Linked DNA regions of Macaca mulatta: region 2 is linked to region 1. Evidence: chromatin contacts called from public Hi-C data. All regions are on one chromosome and are shown on one strand. Each heading gives the region's core, a stretch centred on a gene start, on an enhancer-like site or on the middle of the called end of the contact. The rest is flanking DNA. Distances are from core to core; before and after follow the strand shown.

Region 1 (4,033 bases), core at 19-2,518:
CTGTTCAGAAACATATCATCATCTCTTTGAAATTTTCACGTGAAATATAGCCAGTGATTATGCTTATGGTAAATTGTGGATTCCCTTGGGCAGATGTTCCCTTCAATACAGAAATGCACTAAATAGAGACTTTGGCACCTATTCTTCAAACGAGTGTTAGGAAGCGCAATTCATTTTGGATCCTTCCCAGAGATCCTGGACAAAGCCTGTTGCTGTGACAGCTTGGTGGGGGCGTTGGTGCTCCTGTCACATCGTCCCACGCCCCACTTCTGGTTTACTACCGAGAGACCAGACATCAGGGTTCAAGGCCAAGTCAGCAAGACAGCTGGGTTCCCCCCACCCTTTGCATCCTGGTGGCCTCTAATGACTCCCAGCACAGCCTGTCTGCTGCTGCTTCTCCTGGACTCCTCATCCTGTCCCAGGGACAAACTCTGGCTCTCCAGTGGAGCCCTCAGCAAGGACCCCTGAGGCTCTGTAGTTGGCAAAGACAAAAGTGTTAAATACCTGGGGTTAAACAGCTGCAGGAGAAAATAAGTCTTTCTCTTTCTCTGGCCTGGCTACACAGCTTTCTTTTTCTTTCGTACTGTTCTTTTTTCTTTCTTTGGCCTTACAGACTGTTTTCAAAGCCCCGGCTGAATGGTAGCTTGTGAGAAAAAAACAAAACAAAACAAACAAACAAACAAAAAAACCATATTGAAAAGACAAGTAAGCATCCAGAACTCTGGAAAGAAGAAAGAAAATCTCATGAATATAACTCTGACCTCAGCTGACTCAAATAAGGTGTTCACTACCGAACGATTAGAACCACCTACACAAGACAAAGTGAATTTCTAATCAACAGGTAGTAATAATAAAACCCCTTCAAAGGCCAAGAAGCATTAGAGTGGATTATCCATGAAGAGAGGATTAGAAAAAGAGAGACCCGGAACCCAGCAAAGGAAACCCCAGCGGGCCAGTTGGCTAATGTTTGGGATAATAATTCCAAATGTATAAAAATAAATTGTGAGAAAGAAAAGGCTGAAGGCAATAAAAGCAAGCTTCACATGATACTGTATATTGTGGATAAAACCATGCACATTTGCAGTAGTCAGTTCCCCAGAGGCAGGCTGTAAAGGCACCCCCCAGGAGAGACGGCAGAATTTAAAGAGACAGGAAGTCCACTGTATGCTAATAAGAGTTGCTAGAATAGGGATGGGGGAGGGAGGTGTTTATAACGAAACCTGCCTCACAGAAACTTCTTGTCCATTTTTCCTGTGGCCTGAGGAGTACTGTTTCACAATGTAGAAATGAGAAGGATGTAACAGTAGTAGACAACTTCACTCCTCCACAGTCTTAAATGCAGTCTTGCTTCATAAAGGACTTCTTCATTCCCTTAAGAAAGGACAGAAATGTTTCTTTTTAAATTATTTTTTATTTTTTTTTTGAGACAGGGTCTCATTCTGCTATCCGAGCTGGAGTGCTGTGGTACCTTCACACTCACTATCGCCTTGACTTCCCAGGGAAAAGTGATCCTTCCACCTCAGCTTCCAGCCGAAGCACAGGACTATGTCTTGTTCCCCATTGGCTCTCCAGGCCCTGCTACAATGCCAGGTCTATGCAAACACTCAGAAAGTAATATATTTCAAAATGAGTTGTAGCTGGGACTATAGGTGCGCATCACCATGCCTGGCTAATTTTTTCTTTTCTTTTCTTTCTTTTTTTTTTTTTTTTTGAGACAGAGTCTCACTCTGTCGCCAGGCTGGAGTGCAGTGGCAAGATCTCGGCTCACTGCAACCTCCGCCTCCCGGGTTCAAGCAATTCTCCTGCCTCAGCCTCCCGAGTAGCTGGGATGACAGGTGCACACCACCACACCCAGCTAATTTTTGTATTTTTAGTAGAGACGGGGTTTCACCATGTTGGCCAGGCTGGTCTTGATCTCTTGACCTCGTTTTCTGCCCACCTCAGCTTCCCCCTGGCTAATTTTTAAAACATTTTTTGTAGAGATGGGATCTTTCTATGTTGCCCAGACTGGTTTAGAACTTCTGACCTCAAGCAATCCTCCCGCCTCAGCCTCCCAAAGTGCTGAGATTACAGGCATGAGCCACTGCACCGGCCAAATGTCTCTTCTTTTTTTTCCCACTTCAGGAGTTTCACCGGAAATCCTTCTCAGCTCTTGACCCTCAAGGGAAGGACTAGAATTCGGAAGGCCACTGCAGAGTAGAGTGATCCATGTTTGTTTTCCCTATATCCAGAGCCTGCCAACATTTTAAAAAACTGTCATTTCTAAGTTTTCAATGATAAGATTTCTCACAGATCCATCACTACACTGAAACATTTGGGAAGAAGCTTGGAATGGATTGAACAGCCTTAGCTTCTCCAAAGCCTTGTATATTCTGCTCTCTTTTTGTCTTCATTTCATTTAAACATTTTTTTAAGATCCAAGTTTCATTAGATATCAGCAAACCTTAAACTTTCTTATTTAATGTATTTCAAATATACATAAAGTATAGAGAATATTTTTTAAAAATCTACCAACCCACCAGCGAGCTTTATCAACTCTGAATAGTTCTGTTCTGCCATCATTTTTTATCTTGAGTGTCTGACTTTTTTTTTTTTTTTTTTTTTTTTTTTTTTTTGCTTATTTGAGATGTCTTTGTTACTTCCAGGAAATCTGTAAATGCTGTTTATTGGAATGTTCCCCCTAATTTTTTCCATTTTTAGCCTAGGTCAATGAAATAGAACAACTAGTCTAAGCTGGAGGAACTCACTGAGCCAAAGATTACAGGCTCCTTATATAATCACTGGGCCAAAGATTCCTGCAGTTACAGGCTCCTTCTTAACCCTTTAATTTATGAATCTGAAATTCCTTTATGGTTAACTTTTGGATAACTGGTGGCATTATTACTGAAGGATTTCCTTTCTGACTTGATTTGAGAGTGTGCATTGAGTCTGTGGTTCCGGTTTAATACCGTCCATCCATCAATCCATTCAACTATTAAGTGCCTAACACTTAGTAGGCACTGTTGAAGATGAAATAAACACAAATACAAATAAAAATGATTCTTGTCCTCCAGCCTTTATGGTTTATTGAGGAAATAAGATCTACAACAAGTAATGAGAGCAATGGTTTAAGAGAGAGGATCAAGGCTTTAGAGGGCTTTATGAGGATCTCCATGAGAAAGCTCCTGATGATTTTGATGAGTACTCAGAGAGGTCTCTATAGAGGATCTGAACATGAATTAACCCTGAAGAAAGAATGAGAAGCCAGAGGTCAACGTTATGTGTGGGAAGGACATACCAGGGAAAGAACAGGAGGCAAATGCAAGTTCAAAAACTGGGAGGGAAGAAAGAGCACAGCTTGTTTAGAGATTAGCCATGTTTAGTTGCATGGCTGGAATGCAACTGTGTGTTGTTGAGGGTTTTGAGGTTGGAAGGGGAGGAGTAGAACGAGGAGAAATGACAGGAGATGACAGAAGAAAGCAAACCAGGGGCCAGATCATGCCCACTATTTTGCCCATAAAGGAATGTAGCCAAAGCAGAGTTTCCTGGATACAGTGTTCCTTTCACTAGTCTTCTTGGCTCCCAGTCTACCTTCCAGCTAATTAGAACTTGCTAAATGCTCCAGCATCCTCTCTTTTGGATAGCTGTGCATCTAGTTGGTTTTGATTTATTTGATACATGAGAATGTCATGAGGCCATTAATTTACCTCTTTGTAGATTTCTTAAGGAATAAGACCAAGATTAAATCTGTTTTTCCATATCCGGGTGTTGCCTTGTATAATCTTCCAACCAAAAAGTTTCAAACCTTTCTAGCAGAGCTGAGGACAGAAAATTGGGGATCTAGATCCACACAAATGAATTCAAAATTGAATGGTGCTCTCTCAACTTTACCAATCTATTGCACCACAGGTGTTCAGCTCTGCTAGAGACACATGTACCTTTGTAAGGACGAGGAAAAGACAATCTAATAGGGTTAGCCTATTAACAAAATAGTTCAGGTTCAGAACTTTTTCTTTCTTATTAAAAAGCATTTATTGAATAACTTGTTGAAACA
Region 2 (4,268 bases), core at 1,093-3,592, 750 kb after region 1:
ACATCTCTCTTCTTTATTCTGAGATCTCCAAAAATTTTTTCACCCTATGCCCATGCCCATAACTGTTTGAATTTATTTATTTTCCCTCTTCTTTCTAGAGTAACTCCCTGCCTTTTCCAATATAAATTAGCAAGCAGGCAAGTACACCCCTATACTTTTCAACTTGCCCATTTCCCTGAAACTGAGTATCAATTGGCATCAGAAACACGGTTGGAAACATAGAATAATACTTTCAGAAGTGTGTGTGGGGAAGTGGGGGGAGGAACCATGAGCTATGAGGAAGTCTATGAATAGTCACATAAATAAATAAAGACACCAGTACAAATATGCTTCAGTTTAAACAAAGTGACTGAGGTGGTTATGGCAAATTGGTTTTAAAACTTTCTGAAAAAATAATAATATAGAACTAAGGCCAGGTGTGGTGGCTCATACTTGTCATCCCAGCACTTTGGGAGGCTGAGGCGGGCAGATCACTTGAGGCCAGGAGTTTGAGATCAGCTTGGGAAACACATGGTGAAACTCCGTCTCTACAAAATACAGAAATTAGCCAGGCATGGTGGTGTGTGCCTGTAGTCCCGGCTGTTTGGGAGGCTGAGGAGGGAGGATAGCTTGTGCCCAGGAGGTTGAGGCTGCAATTTGCCAAGACTGTGCCACTGTACTCCAGCTTGGGTAACAGAATGAGACTCTGTCTCAGAAAAAACAAACAAACAAACAAACAAACAAACCACCTAAAATTCCAGATGATCTCAGCTAAATATAGGAATTACTGGTAATTGTAGAGTGGGGTGGGAGAGTAGGTTATGACGTAAGTCTTGATATTGATAGAGAAACACCTTTACATTGTTTTGTTTAAAATCTAAGGAAAAATACCAGAGTAGCAGATTAATAAATATAACTTCCTTAACTTCTTAGCCACCAGAATGGGAAAAATGTCAGATAATTCAATTAATCCAGTTAGAGATGGAAAATACTTCAACTGGATTAACTTTAAACTCATCAATCAATTTAGGATGAATTATCTTCATATTATTTGGGCTTTTATGTAGACAAATATTTTTAAATCTTCAGATAAATATTTGTAATCTATTTCTTATGATTTCTGCACATTTTCTTTAGCATTTATTTCAGATGTGTTTTTACACATTGCTATAGATTATGAGCATAATTAATCTTAGCTTTTATATTTTTAACATTTTTATATTTATTTAAAATAGTGGTTTATTTTGCAGATTTATCTATCACTTTTAGTGAAATTTTTAATGATTATGAGAGATTTTTGTGGGCTTTCTAAGTATATAATTTTGTTAATAAAAAATAATGACAATTCCCCTCCTTCCAATATTTATTCCTCTTATTTCTATTTCTTATTTTAAGAACCAGCCAGAATATTCTGAAAAATTTTATTTAATATTTATGATGGGACAATCTTTTATCTTTTTGAATTTTAATGGAAATGCCTTTGGTGTTTCACCATCAAACATGATATTGACTCTTGGCTAAACAGAGATATATTTATTAAATTAAGAAATGATCCCTTTTTGGCCAAAATTTTAAAGAATTTTAAAATATTAGTCAATGTTGAGTATAGAATTTTAAGTTGTTCTTTAAAGCAACCAAAATAGCTTTGAAATATATTTTAATATAACTTGAATGTGTCCAATTAGATTAAAACTCTTTTATAAGTAGTATACAGTTTAATTTTCTATAACATGTAGAAAATTTATAATAAACTGCAATGTGCAAGTACAACACGAAGTTTTCACTCCTAGTCTTTCATTTAAGCTTAAATAATAACTCAAATTCACGCTTTTTAATATTATGCTTATTCAATTATTTTTGAATTTCTGTCACAATTTTTTCCCTGTATATTATAATACATCACAGTTGATTAATGCAGAAAGCTCTGACAGATATTTTAGTGAGTTGATTTGTACCTCTTAATGTTTGAAATTTATATAGTTGGTTGACAGCCTGGCTAAGGCAATAAAATACTGAGAAGTAAAAATACAAGCTCATTCTTAGTTAACATATGTTTTCTGTATCAGCATCATAAAATTCCACATTTGCAAATTTTGTTCATATGCTGAAGTTTTATTGGAAGTAACAAATTGTTGTCACATGAATTTCTCTGAGTTAAAAAGTGACACTCTAAAGACCTAGTTTTCTGCAGAGCAGTATACAAATTTGGCTAAACAGTTTTCTTACAATTATGTAAAAATAACAAACGAGGCTTAGAGGGAAACAGACTGAAAGGAAATGTATCAAAATGTGTTTCCTCTCCCTCATGTCTCAGCCTAGGGGTACTATCCTCCTGGCAGTCTCTGTTGACACTCTAACTGGATTGCGCGCCCCTCCTATGTGCTTTTGGCCCCTTCTTCCTCTGTCACACTGTGGTAGTGGTGCATGGCAGATCATGTCCCCCAGGTACTGTCAGTTCTAGGAGTGAAGGGACTGCTTTGTGCATGTCCTTATCATCTGTCTACTGCTCAGTTAACATTTGCATGGGGAATAGATCCATGAATGAATGAATGCATGGATGTTTGACTGTTACGCTATGGACATTCACAAAACATTAATAGCTCAAAATTTGTGTTTCTATTTTCCAAATTCCCTTTAACATACACATTTTATAATGTTTGGTTTTCATGTGAACGAGAATGTGCAAAGGCAAGCATCAGAATAGCAGAATATCTTGAAAAGAGATTTGTTTTTTTCTTTCTGAGATGCAATTTTTATTCCAATACCACCAGCCATGAGGGAGGCATATTATTTCCTGCTTTCTGCTTTTCTGGGACCTCACTGCCTGGCCCTCTTGTGGTGGGGTAGGATAAGGGCATGTTACTTGTTCTTACAAGAGAGATGTAGGAGGTAATAGCACGTGTCACTTCCAGGTCAAAGTATTGCTGGTGTGAGCCCCTCCAGAGCTTACTTCCCCTTAGCCACAGTGACCAGAATATTCCAGATATTGCTGTCAGCCAGGTTCTCAGCGTGAGAACCTCATGAAGCATACTTTCCTGCCAAATGGAGATGGATGTTATGTGAGCGAGCAGTTAACCTTTGTAATGTAAAGTCACTGAGATCTGGGGAGAGCCTGATACCGAATGATAAGTTAGTTTTTCCCAGTTGATACTCTGTGTGGCAAACTTCTTCCTTATGCCTTATTCAGAGATAGTCACTGAGTTCTAGAAACTAGTAAATTAAGCACAGAAAAATGAATTCTCTCTCTAAAGATGGAATACAATTTAAATGCTAAAAGATTAGAAAAGGAAGTACTTCTGCTTTGCAATCCCTGTACCAAGTTGGAATGCCTTGTAGGCTTATGTCCTGAGGCTCTCCTTTTTCTTTCCTTCAGAGCCAGTTAGACCAACAATCTTACCTAATTGGTTAGAATTAGATACAATTCTTGACTGTGACATTTGGGGTCTTTTGAACATTTTCAAGTCCAGTGGCTGTAATATCGGGAAAAAAAAAAAAAAAAGACAGAATGTGGCCAATCACATTACTTCAGGGTTTTTTTTTTTAGCCCTAAATGTCAGTAGCTAGATTGATACATATCACTCTCTGAAGTACAGGCCATAAAACTAGGAGTTATAAATGTCAGTTTTGATGTGTGTTTTAGTGCCTTCAAACATTCCCAGTGGCGGAAACAAGCAGGCTGTTAATACGGAAGCTCCTTGCATTACACAGGGACCTACTAGGACTGGCAGTAATTGGTAACACTTGGAAAATCTATGAGGAAAGCAGCTCCCAGATCACTGAAAAACTCTTGGGCTTAAAATCAGAAGATCTGGGTCTGAGGATCAGCCATTTCATTTTGTGTGTTACGCTACTGTATGAGCAACTTTGAGAGCTTGGGGAAATCTCTTTACGTACACCTCAGCTGTCTCGTCTGTTAAATACCAGGCAAAAAGTGTTCTTACGAAAAGTGCATGAGATGATGTGAAAACTCAGAGCTACCTAGGCTCAAAAGAGTTAACTTCACTCCTAAGGTGGGGTCCATGGATCATGTAGCTGACCAGGAATGATAGCAGATGTAGATGCATCCAGATAGACCTCTTGGCTAAATCATGACTAAAAAATCCCAAAGGGTGAGTATCAAACAGGGGTCATTTTTTATTTTTGGTGTTGGTGCAGGGATCTCTCTCAAAAATAAATGGCAGGCAGACATAATGGCTGATGCCTGTAATCTCAGCATTTTGGGAGGCCAAGGTGGGAGGATCGCTTGAGCCTAGGAGTTTGAGACCAGCTTGGGCAACATAAAGAAACCT

Evidence for each region. Hi-C and Micro-C count contacts between places; a contact is called where the count stands out from the background.
Region 2: a Hi-C map of fetal cortex germinal zone shows a contact between it and region 1, with 6 times the contacts expected there. The contact joins two enhancer-like sites. A contact is called at or near these places in 5 of 14 Hi-C or Micro-C datasets (cortical neurons, fetal cortex germinal zone, fetal cortical plate and 2 more).

Annotation. Positions count from the first base shown.
Region 1 is chr3:106,293,728-106,297,760 of T2T-MMU8v2.0, forward strand. No RefSeq gene overlaps it. Among named protein-coding and RNA genes, the nearest start is that of CDCA7L, 59 kb to the right of the region's middle. Within about 2 kb of position 1,269, at least 5 of the 40 cell types and tissues checked have an H3K27ac peak or open chromatin away from gene starts, as enhancers often do.
Region 2 is chr3:107,040,684-107,044,951 of T2T-MMU8v2.0, forward strand. No RefSeq gene overlaps it. Among named protein-coding and RNA genes, the nearest start is that of SP4, 160 kb to the left of the region's middle. Within about 2 kb of position 2,343, at least 2 of the 40 cell types and tissues checked have an H3K27ac peak or open chromatin away from gene starts, as enhancers often do.